Linked DNA regions of Mus musculus: region 2 is linked to region 1. The links are chromatin contacts, called in public HiChIP or PLAC-seq maps. All regions are on one chromosome and are shown on one strand. The core of a region is the stretch at or near the end of the contact, and the rest is flanking DNA. Distances in the headings are between cores, read along the strand shown. Region 1 overlaps Rassf6 (Ras association (RalGDS/AF-6) domain family member 6). Region 2 has its middle 20 kb from the start of Gm19619.

Region 1 (6,928 bases), core at 4,156-6,655:
CATTTGCTGCCTGCCAGGCTCACACAGCAAGCACCTAATAAGTCAATGTAAGCCAAGCCAAGCAGTGAACGGCTTGGAACAGCCAGGAAATAGCAGTCATTCTTGTTAATAAAAGCACGCCAGCGTCCCTACGTTGCAAGAAGATAGGCAGCTCAATGATGCGGGCTTGTGGTCTTTATTCTTCCCAGACTATTTATCTTACCACAGCACTCTGACACCATACGCAGACGAAGAGCCGGAATCCCCATTGCTCTACAGGACCATGAGTGAGGCAGCTTTGGTGAGAAAAAGGATGAGGGCCCCAGAGATGTACAGAAAAGATAGAATGGGGGTGCTAAGTAACCACAGAGCCTCTATCAACGGACACGTCTATGACCATGAGGTGAGTTGCAGTTCTACTCAAGAGGAACAATGTCACTCACACTGACAATACTCTTTACTTCAACTTAGCATTCAAGTTAGTAATAACAGCGGTAGCAGATGCCTAACACTCACCCAGGTTTTCTCCGTAGTAACTAATAAGCTAACTTTAAATACAGCCTTATTCGCTTCTTTCTTTGCTACGCACAGATTTAAATTAGGTAGCATGCATAGGCCCAGCTGGTTCAAGCCCGCTGGGCTCCCTGTACCGAGATGGGAGGAAGTAAAGAAAAGGTCCCACTCGTAACTGAGATGCTGTCTGCAATTGATAGCTGCTGGCAAAGGGAAATCCATTTCCTCCAGTGGAATGTCACTGGTGTATCAATCACACTTCAGGGCAGGCCTCACGCCCAGGGATAGCTGGACAACACAAAATTAACTTCATTTTTTTTTTTTTAATGAGAATTGTTGTCTTGCCTGTGTGGAACTGGAGTTTCAAGCAGTTGTGAGCCGCCATGTATGTGCTGGGGATTGAACACTGGTCCTCTGAAAGAGCAGTCAATGCTCTTAACTGCTGAGCCAGCTCTCCAGTCCCGCATTTCAGGGAAGGGTGCTTTTCGTCTCGTTTTGATTTGTTTGGACATTTTTTAGTCTTGTTGATTTTTTTTTTTTTTTTTGGTCTTGAGTTGTTTGTTTTGGGTTTTGTTTTGGGTTTTGTTTGTTTGTTTTTCTTTGTTATTTGAGAGAAAAGGAAGAGAGAACACGAAGCTCAGTGGCTAGGGACGCGAGGAGGATCTGGGAGGAATGGGATGGAAAAACCATGATCGAAATATATTGTGTGAAATTTTTTAAATTAAAAATAAATAAATGAATGAAGAAGCACATACTTGCCAGGCATTGTTACAGAGCTCAGGCTGGTCTCTAGCGCTAAGATTACAGACATGTGCTACCAAACCTAACTTTGAACATATTTTTAATAAACCATCTCATTAATCATAAAACCTCTTCCATGAGGGTGGATATCATTTTCTTCTTTATATATAATCAAAGTTCATAGGCATCAAGCAATTTCTTTTGGGTCACACTGCTGTTAATAGTATTTCTGAACTTGACCCCGCCATATTTGTGTCACGCCAGAACTCAAGTTATTAACCAGTGTGACAGATGAGTTCCATCAGGTGCTGGGTGCTGAATGCATAGATAAGCTTCCTGAGGTGTGGGTACAAAGCGTAAAGAGGAAAGCCAGCACTCCAACAAACAATCAGAGTCACATAAAGGCCCCCACAGAGACGGTATAAAGGCATTCTGAAGCTGCTGGTTTCACCCAGATGTACATCACATTCTGCAATCTGCCCTTTAGGTCTCAAACTTACACACAAGTTGTTTATACAAGTGTGGCCACGGTTTAGATAAAATTTCTGTTCTGACTTGTCTTTTGCTACGATGTGTAAAATGTACACACATCTTTCTATAACACATATAAGACATTTCACATGCCGGAGGTCAGAAACATGTCATCGTTTCTCCCAGAATTCAGAGCTTTTTCATGCCGCAGGGTCTAGCAGTCACTTGTGTCTTCATTCATTTGACAAATACTTATGAGTTCTCTGCCAGAGCTGCAAGTACTCTCAGCACTGACTCTCAGCCCCTAAACATGTGATGTTTATATCCTATAACTTAAAATTCACTCTTAGTACTTGTTATAAGAATTAAGTCAATATTTATGAAGAGCTTAGAACATTTCATATAGTGCTTAGCATTATCATTCATACAATAATAATCATTAAATCTGTGTTTATTTGTGAACACTGTGACATCACAAGGAGTTGCATCATCACTTCTTAGAATTACATCCCCCACCACCACCACTTCAGGTTCAAGATACTGATGTTAGTTAGTTGATAGAGTCTTGAGGTCTCATGTGATTTATTATTGTCTTTTAGACATCCATCTTCACCCCAACTTTCGGATCAGAGACTAAGGTCAGAGCCAATAGTATCATGAGAACTGAAGAAGTAATAAAGCAACTTCTCCAGAAATTTAAGGTAATCCTGACCACTAACCCGAGCTTTACCATGTGCGTAAGTAAAAGCTAATGGCAACACATAAATGCAGTTTTTGGGAAAAGAGCTGAGGGCTGTGAACCAACATCATCTGTTCAACTTTGATGGACGAGAACTTCCTCCAATTTCCTTGGGGTAGCTGTAGCCCAGAAATTCACATTATCCCCCCAGGAGCTGGGAAGATGTCATGCTGACAGTGAAGGGGCAATGGGACACCCCCCCCCAATACTTTGGGTCTAATAACATCATCTGAAACAATTACATTTATTCCATTTTTTTTTCTATTGACAGATTGAGAATAGCCCTCGGGATTTCGCTCTTTACATTATTTTTGGGACAGGAGGTAAGAAAAATTGACCACTGCAGAATGTTAGTTTTCTCTCCATAAGGAAGGCAGAAGAGCCACCTGCATCTGTCAACAAAGGAAAGAAACAGAATCACAAAAGAGAGGAGAGACGGGAAAGGGTTTGTTATCATGGTTGTTGGTTACAGTTTGGGTGTAAGCCTAACACACAGTCTACCACTGAGCTACACTCCCAACCTGGAGAGATGGTTCTTGAGTATCATACATATATCTTCTCCAACTCCAGGGAGAGATAACTTAGGATAAATACCTTCCAGGAGGTTATGATACACGGACTTTGCTTGTATGCCAGACGTTGAGTTGTCTGAGTAGAGGTCAGAATCTCAGGAAGCTGCCCAGGAGGTGTTGGACTCCCTGTGAGTCACCTCTGCACCTAGCTCTTGTCCCTCCTTACCCTCGTGTGTTGGTCATCACAACATGCCACCTCTCTGACCCTGCCACCGAGTCTGACACATCATAAGACTATGAGCTCTCCTTTGGGAAGGAATGCGAACAGAACTCAGGGCTGGGGGCAGCGGGGGATGTGTTTTCAGTAATGGTTCCAGGTCACCAAGAAGCAAGACACTTGGGAATGTCAGCTATGGACGCAGCTGAGGGTGTGAAGCCAGGTGAGCATGAGACTTTAAGATAGAGAGAGGATTCTGCAGCGCTGAGGAGAGGAACAGAACCTGAGGGCTTCCTGTTGCCCCAGACATGGCAGGGGGCAGAAATCAGTGCATGGTGAACGGGAATGGAAACAAGAATAAATCTAATCCAGAGATGAGAAACAGATTTGCTCATCTCGAGGAAGGAGGTGAGAAAAGAAGAGAAGCTGGGGGGCTGGGGGCTTTTCTCTGTGCTTCCCTTTTGTTAAAGTGAAATCCCACACGGGAGGTCGCTTGGAGGAAGTATGAGAGGTACTTTTGTGGTAGGGCATTTATTCTAACATTTTACATTTGAAATTCTGAAACTCTATCCGTTTTCTTTTGTCTCCTTTCCATGGCTGAAGAGATGAAACCCACAGATAATGAAAAAACTAACCTCACTAATTCTACATTCTTATTTTAGTTCTTGGAAAACCCAAGAACTGAATGAGAGATAGGAACAAAAGGAGTTGAGAACAACTATCAAATAGAATTACAGTAGCTGAACTTGGAAATAAGTGTTTGTTGAATCAATGCATGAACAAATGTGAATGAATGAATGAATGAATGAATGAATGAATGAAGCCATGTAGCTCCCTCAGTAGGACCAGAGCTTTGTCTAAATAACTGAAATTAAGGTCAACTTATTTGAACTAGTAAAGTCAGACCCTATATTGAGAGGAAGAAGTTCATTTGGAGTTTATGTAAAGGTTTTTCTTTTTAATTTCAATGGATACAAATGTTTTCTTATCTAAAATGTAAGGTTACTGTTAGCCAGTGTCAAACATAGTCCAAGAATATTGAATGAATGTTTCCAGAAATAACAATTCATAAGCTTTAAAATGTGTACCATCAGCTAGTGATGAACGCTTGTTCTGTTCTTCACTGCCGCTTCTGGGATGATTTATCCACACGTAGATCCAACCTGCCCATTAGTCACTTAGTATCGGCTTAGTTAGCAGGTCCACCATGGAGGCTCCATAGTGTTAGTCTTCAGGTAATACTTCAGCAGGGGATGTAAATGCTCTCAAAGAAGTATAAAAGCAATAGCGCTGACAGTTTTATTAAATTATATTGTGGTTGCTCTATCTTGTTACTAGTGATGCTTACCTCTTACTCTGACTAATTTATAAATTAAACTTGATTATAGATATGTATGTATATGTATGTATAGGACAGATAGATGAACATATGGCATTATATACCATTAGAGTGTCACATGTTCCTTGGGGTCTGGGAATGTATTCACCATGGGTAATGGGGCATGGCTCTCCTTTTTGCAGGATGGGAGTTCTTGGACTCTATTGCCTCTAAAACAAGTCAAGGGAAGACCAAAAGACAAAATTGCCTTCTTTTCTTTGTCTAGGATTAACATTTACTGTGGTCCATTCCTTATACATTTGCAGAGCAGAGAAAGCTAAAGAAGACCGATGTCCCACTGCTGCAGAGGTTACTACAAGGACCATCCAAAAGCAATGCTCGGATCTTCCTCATGGATAAAGATGCAGAAGAAATCAGCAGAGATGTATGGGCGCCCGTGGTCTCTGCATGTTTGCGTTTGCGTTTGCGCTTGCGCGTCTCCCACTGACAGGGTGCTTCTTAACCTAAAACCTCCTGTTTTCCTTTCCAGGTGGCTCCGTACATTAATTTTCACTTTTCTTTCTTGGAATCCATCCTTCAAAGATTAGATGAAGAAGAGAAAATGGAGATTGAGAGAATTATGGCAAAGTGAGTCCAGAGTGGACCCCTGGATATTTCGTCCTTCCGTAGGTTTCATGCCCTCCCGGTACCCAGTTTTTTATATTCTTGCTCTCCTTTCCAGATTCAATACCGAAAGGGCCTTTATCCTGAAGTGTCTACAGAGTAAACAGGCAGCTAAAACGGAGACCACAGTCTAGAAGCCCTGCTCAGCGGAGTTAGAGGGAGCACTGCAGAATCCGTGTGTGGTCTGCTCTGCATCCTAATATGCATGGCTCTGAAGCTTTGGACGAACGAATGCCGAGCAGCCTGCTTCCTCTTTGAAATGCAGAGGTTGGCTGCGGTTCAGAGTTGGACTAAGGCAAGATGGGACTTCATTTCAGTAACTGAAGGGAAGCCTGCACACTGCCCATTCCAAATGTCCTCGATAGCAAGTTCTCGGGTGAGCTCAGACTCAAGTGGACTCTGCTCTTATCACCTGGTTTAAGCTTGTTTTATCTTGCGCTCTTAAAAGAGCCGAGATACTTGATGACTCATAAATGACGGGAAGTAAACATTTCCAGTTCCTGATGTCAACAAGAAACACATTCTCAAGCCATCAGCGATCTGAACTGACCCTGTTTCACAGCTGTGTAAACATCTGAGCATTTTCATAAGATTTAGGAATAGATCTACAAGGGCTGATGATTTTAAACTCTGAAGTATCAGAGTACCCGACCTTTTAAAATAAAGTGGTTTTGGATTTTTGTAAAGAAACCTAAACTCGAGGCTGGAGTGATGGCTACGTGGTTAAGAGCATTGACTACGCTTCCAGAAATCCCCAGTTCAGTTCCCAGCATCTACAGGGCAACTGGCAATTATCTGCAACCCCCGTCCTAGAGGATCTGGTACCCACCTATGTGGGCATTGCAAGCACGGGGCACACAGACACAGAGGGAGGCAAAACAGCTATATATGTTATAAATAAACAAATATTATTAAAAAAAACCTAAACTCTGATTGTTCATGCCCTTCATTTGTCCCCACACCCTTCTGTGCAACTAACTGATAACATCCAAGCTGTTTTAAATGTCTTTAAAAAGGGATTATAGTCATTATCTTTCTTTACCCTTGTAAACAAATATATACCACAAACATAAAGTATACTGTGTTTGCTAGGAGAGGACTTACCGCAAATGCATCTTACCGCAAATGTGTCACTGTTGCAGAAGATTCCTGCAGATAAAGCCATGCTACTATAGCTGAGCCAGGCAGGACATCACAGCATCCTTGCTGTTGTATAAGACCCTCTTCAGGGTCTCACAGGTCTGCTAATCCCACCTGGAAAAGCAAAAATACTATGGGGTTTTATTTGTAAACTTATATCAACAAGGAGGTTTAATCAATATTCTTCTATCCCCAAATGACTTCCATTTGAATTTCGTCTGACATTGTTCAGTCGGGTTACCTGTACTACGGTGAGGTTGTATTATCAACATTAAATTGTGGAACAGTTCTAACAGTGAGTTAATCATGGTCAGCATCGCCAGAACTCGGAGTCGGAATCTGGCTGACAGGATAGCAACAGTGTGGCCTTTGTGTCCAGGGAAGCCTACCTCACTGGTTGAAATGAAATCTTACATTTCTAATGTTTTGCCTATTGATCAAGAAAGGAATGGTTTCATCTCACTAAGAATGGACCAAAAGATCGTAATATATTGGAAAACCTACCCAGGTATGATGGCATATCCTTGAAATCTTACCCTCAGGAGGTGAAGGAAGGAATATTTCTATAAATCCAGGCCAGTGCAGACTGCTTAGTAAGCTCCAAGCCAACCTGT
Region 2 (7,162 bases), core at 2,779-5,278, 700 kb before region 1:
ACTTCTCTGTACCCACCAGGACTTGCTTTCTCATCATTTTTCCTCTATCCCAAGTGCTGATGTATATCTGTAAGACAGTGGTGACTCAGGACTAAGCTAATATGCCTAAAAGGAAGGCAGAAGGGTGAATAATTGAACTACATTGGAAAAAAGACTAAATTGACTTTTAGAAATGCTTTTCTATGTGTATGGAGTTAGAGTGTTTGTGCATGTGGGAACACAAGAGCCCACACCTGCACACGTGTGGAGGACAGGGTAAGGTATGGGATTCTCTCTATTTCTCTCTGCAAAGCTTCATCTCTCTTCCTGCCTTCCTCTCCCTAGGTGCTGGGATTATAGCAGAACATAGCCATGCCTGGGTTTTGACGTGGCTGGCTACTGGGGATGGGAACATAGGTCCTCATGCACGTGCAGCAAGCACTCTCACCCCTGAACCATCTTCCAATCCCTGTCAATGTTTGCATTAGTATCTATTAATGATGCGTTAAAATGAGTTTCATTATGATGTATTTATACATGTATGTAATTTATTTTGATCAAGTCTGTCCCAGCTTCTCTCTCTTATTCCTGACTGTGTCTGTCGCTCCTCCTTCTTCCCAAGCAGGTGCCCCCCATCTTTCCTGTCTTCTTTGCATGCTTTATTAGGATGGTTTATCAGAGCATGGGTGATGCTTGATTTTCAGGAACCTAGACAACTTCCTGTGACTACACCACTGAAGAAAATATTCTTTTCTCTGTATCAACCATTGACCATGATGAATCCTCAGGAGCAGGTGAGGCCCTGTCAGCCCTTACCTCTTCCAAGACAAACTGCTAACAGGCTCCATCTTGGGCCGATCTTACACAGGCAATTGCAGTTGAGATGGGCCTGGAGAGATGATCCAGCAGTTTCCAGCAGTAAAAAACAGCCACTAGCGTACAGAAAATCCAACTTCGGTTCTTTGCACCCATGTTGGCTGAGTTGCATCCACCTATAACTCCAGCTCCAGTGTCCAAAGCACTCTTCTGGCCTTTGTAAGAACCTGCATTCACATACTCACACCCATATACCCTGATACACATAATTAAAAATAATATAAATCTTCTAAAAAGTAGGGCAAAAGTCACGTCCTGAGCAGAAGTCAGAATTCCATAAACCCCTCTGCTCTTTCATTCGTTCAGCTCATTCTGTAATATTCTCTGAGCCTTGTTGGGGGTTGTACAGTTGCTCCTTTTTTGTCTAGACATCCAATAATCATTTATTCCCAGTACTTTGGCCACTTACGGATCTTTGCAATCATCACTGAGCACGACAAAGAGAAGTTTCTCTGACAAAAGCTGACAGCAGTACTCACCTGTGAGCCTGCACAGTTATTTAGAGGGCAGATTAACAGACATGTCATGTCCGTCTAGCAAAAGGTAAGGCTGTAGCTTCCCCTGTAGTGTCTGTGTCCTCATCAGCATTTAATTAGGTTTATAGTTCTATGTGTGCATTCCCTCTAGAGGAACAGGAATCAAATCCAATTACAAAGTGGATGGCGGGGAGGGTATGGGGGACTTTTGGGATAGCATTGGAAATGTAATTGAGGAAAATACATAATAATAAAAAAAAGAAAGTGGATGGCTTTTCACTATAACAGGGATCCCATTATTGTGCCAATGTGTATGGTTGCAAACAGGGTCCACAGCAAAGTTAAGTCTGTTGATATTTGTTCTCCCCAGCAGCCAGTATAGCACCGTCTGGAACTATCTAAGCTAGCCAGCAAGAAGGAGGCTCCCAGACAAATAGAGGTTGATATTTCTATATCCCTTGACCAAGCAAGGCATTTTGCCTCTTCAATATTAGGTTCTTAGTGTCTCTTCTGATGATCATCTAACAGCAATGGCAATTGATTGTATTGTTTGTGTAACTCAATGGCCTCCCTGGCTAACAACTCACAAGGACCCAGACACTGGTAAACTCCTTTAGTAACCTATGACTTTGGGAAAAACTTTATCTACCCATGGGGTACCTCTCTTCAAACTCTCATTTTAAAATATCTTTATCATTATCTTTATTGAGTATCACATTTCCTCATGGGTTTTTCCAGACATAAACAGATTTAAAACACACACACACACACACACACACACACACACACACACACACACACACAAACACACACACACACACATGAGAACAGTCATTGTCTCCGAGCAGAGTGAGAGAGCGACGTTGAGTTGAGTTGGACCTCTGCCCAATGGGGCTATGCAGAGAGAAAGCAGGGTCTGTAGCTGAGCGGAGTCACACCCAGAATGAGATCTGGAGTGACTAGTTCAGTGGCCAACAGGCTTGCAAGCTTTCAACAGTGTCAGTCATTGTAGCATTTAGTGAATGGGTAAGTTCAAGGGCAGAGGGCCACTCACTACCTGAGGGGTGATCTAAGAGGGCGGGGAGAGAGTTAACTTCTCTTCTGGAAAGTCTGAGAAAGGGAAGAACCATGGAAGAGGGCGGGGCCAGGGAGCTGTAAGGATGGCAAGTGCCCGGGCATTGCTGGGAGGTGAACCTGTTTGAACCAGAAGGCCTGGGTGTGAACAGGAAGACAACTGGGGGCGGGAGGGGGGGTGTCATCCAAATGTGGCTCAGGGATAGAGAGACTCACCTTCCTCAGGGACCGGGGAGGAGAGAAAGGAAAGAATCAAGAAGTTGTAGCTGGGCATTTATAGGCCGCAGGGCAGGGTATAATTCCCCAAAGCCTGTTATTTCTTTAGTAAAAATGATGTTAGGTTGTGTGGGGAGCAGAGGGGAGGAGAGGTTGAGTTGGAGATCTGCCCTCCCCCAGAACATTAGCATGACCTCTGAAGATGAATGTTACTGCTGAGGTCCCTCCGCTGACTAATGCCCAGCAGATGAGGAGATAGTATTTCTGTTGACAATTACACTCTCAACCTAATGACTTGCCTTTTTTGATGATTTCTGCCTTCGTCACAGGCTGTTAACAAGCACTAAATTGTGCGTGGGCTTAACTCTCATGTCCAAGGCTTATTATATTAATATTCTTTTGCTGTTTTAACTTCCTAATATGAAAGCATAATAAACAACGTTGCCGAGAACAGCTCAGCATCTGGTGTCCACCAAGGAGTCACGGATGCTCATGAGTCAGCGGGTGCATCTCACCCGTCAGGAGAGCAGGGCTACTTATCTATATTGCTTCATCTTCTGTTAATGGAAAGGCAGCAATGTGCAGACATTCATTCAGGAAGCATCAGCTCGTCTCTTGGGCTATGTCAGGTACTCTGGCTGTGGGCGAGGATTTGATGACGGGAGGCACAGTCCTCAGGACTGATGACTGAATGCTTTTCTAGAAGTGAACCCAGGAATTTACTCAATATAGCTGCAGATTTTCCAACATTACAGCTAAAGTCAGTTGTAGCACGTGACCCATGTGAAATACGGTTTGAGTGTCAGAATGTGTTTTCCAGTACTCAATTGAAAGTCTGGGAGCTGTGTGTTTTTTAATGAGTTATCAAACTGCATTTATCCCTTAGAAGTCAAAGAGAAAGAATAGCTTCCTGCCTGTTACTTTATTTCCCACTCTGCCTTGCATAGATCTGCATTGCCTCCTACCCGACTCCCATCCCCATCCCCCATCCCCCATCCCCACCCCCACCCAGGCCTCCATGGGGATGGCAACAATGGCAGTGGGGCATGGCCATTGCCCAGGCTGCTTGCTACCTTTGTTCTGCATGCATTTCAATTTCTAATTCCCTCCAATAAAAGGTGATTTGTTTGCAAAAAATTTAAAAAAATGTTTATAAAATTTTTTTTGAAAAACCTCAAGGATGTAAGGGAATAGATTTGCTAATATCTTCTTTATTTTTGATATAGAGTTAGCTGGTAGGCACCATTCATTGTCCCATTCACCCCCCTCCGGGTGGAAGGAAGTTGCACTGACTGTGGTTTCAGGGGGACATTTCTAGTTTCCTTGTTTCCCTTTCCCATTCTTCCCTCCCTATTTCCTTCTCTCCACCCTGCCCTTCTCACTTCCCCTTTTCCTTCCCTAGCCTCTCAGTCCACTAATGCTTACTGAGCACTATTGTTTTGCGGCGGGCTCTGTGGGTGCACAGTGGAATTAGAGAGATAGCAAGGCAGGCACACACACACACACACACACACACACACACACACACACGCGCACGCGCACGCGCACGCGCACGCGCACGCGCACGCGCCAGTCACACTGAGGTGTGTTAGGTTAGCGCATGTAGCAAGGGACAGAACTGCTTGGGAGAAAGGCTCCACAACAGCCTGGAAGTGGAGTAAGGGCTTCACTTAGCTGAACAGGGAAAAAAGCAAGCATAGCCTAGTCCAATGAAACTGGGCAGAAAGAAGGGAGCAAGTGCGCCTTTAGATTTAGAGGTTTGGGTTAGACCTTTGCTATACAGGACATGGATTAAAGGATCATAGTCATTCATCTATCATCCTCTGCAAAGGACCAAGAAAACAGATCTCTGCTGCTCTTTGAAGCTGGCTTTTCCCTTCGGTCAGCCAGATCTGAGGCAGGAGTTCTGTAGTGTCACCGGGTCACATTCGCTTAGTTTGTGATGTGAGATACAAGACATAATCCCTTTCACGCTGCCACTACACCTCCCCCTTACACACATCCCTGTGGCCACGGTTTCCCAGGGCCCCGTGGAATGAGGGATTCTGTATGCTCTGACCTGCAAACTGCCTGGTCTCTTCCTAACTACAGGACACACTTGGCATTTGGTTTATGTTTGCTTTAAAGTAAGAGATCTTCTGCAAACAGAGGGCTGACATAATCACTATTGCGCCCTTTTCCTTTAAGAGAAGCTCATGTGGGCTGGTGAGATGGCTCAGTGGTCAGGCTGCGTGCCACCCAGCCTGACCGGACAACCCGAGTTCAGTCCCTGAGACCAAAGTGGTGGAAGGCGAGTGCTGATGCCTACAAGCATCTTGATTTTCACATGAGCCTCAGGACACATGATGAATATGAATACACATACACATACACACACACACACACACACACACACACATACACACAGAAAATGCAATACAATTTTTTGAAAAGAAACTTGTATAAAAATACTACTTATGATGCAGAGCTATGCTCTTTCTTATCTATATGCTCTTCTTTATACCTTATAAGGAAATATCTCTCCTTTAACATCTCAGTATCCTTAGTATCTTATTTTAAGTGTGTGCCTCCCAGTCAGCCACTGAATATCTGCTTTGTTTGTTTGCTTCAATTGCTAGCTCTTCGCCAAGGTGGTATATATAATCATTAGGAGTCTCCTTCACTAGTATACCTGGAGTAGCAAGGTGAGCATCCTATATGCTCTGAGCATGCCTTGCATTGCTCACTGTGGTTATGTTACTGCCTGTTAGCTTGGCCAAATCCTTTCTAGACTGTACATACCAAGAATACAAGGTTCAGTGTATGTAGAATAACCATGAACTTTGTAGTAATGCATCTTTGCATTTTGAGAAAATTGACTGGTTAATAGTCATTTACAGCAGTTATTTTCCATGATCAACTTCTATATTTCATTAAGTTTTCTCATATTACACTTGATTTTTTTGCATTAACCATGACTACCTAAGAAACAAATGTTTTCTTATCACAGGTATTTTTCTCTGCATCTGCCTAGAATATTTTCTTTCTTTTAAGACATTTTCAATCATATATATCAACAAAAAATTATCTACAATATAGAATTTAATTGTTTGTCTACAACTCCCCAATATTTTCGTTATTGATAGGTTACATCATTTAGCAACATTACATATATCCTTTTATTTAATATAACTTATATGTGCGTTTTTATATTAATTCATTTTAAAATCACTTAAGTACTCATTCTTCACTTTATTGAAAGTGACTTACATTTATTTTTATCAGCACTTAGATTTTTAAGAAGATGGTTTTGTTTATTTTTATTTGGACTCTACATAGAGCAATAGTTATGAACATCATACCTTCTTGCTATTTTTTGCAGAACCCTTAGTAAATAGTTATGTTAACTAACTTGAGAGACCAGGCAAATATGTAGAATCTGGCCACTGTTCTTTTGTTTTCTTTGTTTGTTTGTTTGGTTGGTTGGTTGGTTTTTTAAATTTATTTTTATTTTTATTTTATTTTATTTTATTTTATTTTATTTTATTTTATTTTTCGATATGGGTGATTGCTATCAAACTGGTAGCCCTGAGTGAAGGTGGGGATTCTTTTGAAAACTTTCCAGATTGACTAATATTTGTCTAGAGGGAAGTTGTGTCATGTAAGCAACAGAGTGATCATCCTTTCGCATTTTCTGCATGTTGATTCCTTTGGTGGGGAGTGGCCGTTGCGCAGGCTCTTACTCAGGTTTTGTCAGAGCCAACACCATACCTGGCAAAGCCATTCATCACGAGAATTTTAGGTTGGGCTAGAATTTCTAAAAGTTACTATTGGGTGGAGTGAGTAGAAATCCAGTGTGTTTTCTGTAGGTTAGTTTATCTTCTTTACAGGAGACCTACATGAAAGAGTGAGTCACCTGAAGTCTAGATCCCAAAGTGGCTCCGTGGGCATTCTTGATGGGACAACCGGTAGTTCATAGGATGTGTGAAGGGCTGTGTCCCCTGAGTACAAAAATGTGAAAACTGATGGCCTTCCTCATCTCAGTGGGTCATGAGAAGGAGGAATCTTACCCTGACCGATGTTGTCCACTATGCCCTTGCTTCTAGGAGTTCTGTTTTATCACAGATATATCTTATTTGTCTTATACTGTAGCAAGTACAAATGCTATCATGTTTGGCTGGAAGTTGGGTCTCAGCCACTTTTGTGTAAAAGACACATGTCTTTTGGGGGAGGACACCGGCAGTGTGAAGTGGTTGTGGTGATTATGTAGGGACATACAGTGACTCGAATAGTCATTCGTCAGAAGCGATGTGCTGAGATCCAGAGATCATAACAGTTGTGCAAAGTCACTGGTGTCATTCTGTTGCTCTGTCCATTCTCTGAGACAGAAATCATGGCTCTGTTGCAATGATGGCCACCACAGCAGCCTTCTATTAACTTGGCTTTTCCAGATGAAGAAACACCTTGGCAGCCACGATAAGGCCAGCACCCTAAGCAGCTCAGAAGATTTCTCTATGACTTCTTTATTTAAGAAAGAAAGAAAAAAAAGGAACAATTCAATT

Evidence for each region. HiChIP or PLAC-seq counts read pairs in DNA pulled down with a chosen protein or histone mark.
Region 2: an H3K4me3 HiChIP or PLAC-seq map of bone marrow-derived macrophages shows a contact between it and region 1, with 5 times the contacts expected there. The contact joins two enhancer-like sites. A contact is called at or near these places in 3 of 484 Hi-C or Micro-C datasets (cerebellum, embryonic fibroblasts and embryonic stem cells) and 3 of 115 datasets of contacts at active chromatin or transcription factors (astrocytes, bone marrow-derived macrophages and embryonic stem cells).

What each region holds. Positions count from the first base shown.
Region 1 is chr5:90,602,253-90,609,180 of GRCm38.p6, reverse strand. Rassf6 (Ras association (RalGDS/AF-6) domain family member 6) reads left to right here. Exons shown (of 11, transcript NM_028478.3): 6 at 189-382; 7 at 2,304-2,405; 8 at 2,715-2,766; 9 at 4,817-4,935; 10 at 5,041-5,138; 11 at 5,233-6,105. The coding sequence ends at 5,308. Among named protein-coding and RNA genes, the nearest start is that of Gm42109, 21 kb to the right of the region's middle. Within about 2 kb of position 5,405, at least 32 of the 459 cell types and tissues checked have an H3K27ac peak or open chromatin away from gene starts, as enhancers often do. A contact at or near this core is called in bone marrow-derived macrophages, where this site is marked.
Region 2 is chr5:91,299,142-91,306,303 of GRCm38.p6, reverse strand. No RefSeq gene overlaps it. Among named protein-coding and RNA genes, the nearest start is that of Gm19619, 20 kb to the right of the region's middle. Within about 2 kb of position 4,028, at least 25 of the 459 cell types and tissues checked have an H3K27ac peak or open chromatin away from gene starts, as enhancers often do. A contact at or near this core is called in bone marrow-derived macrophages, where this site is marked.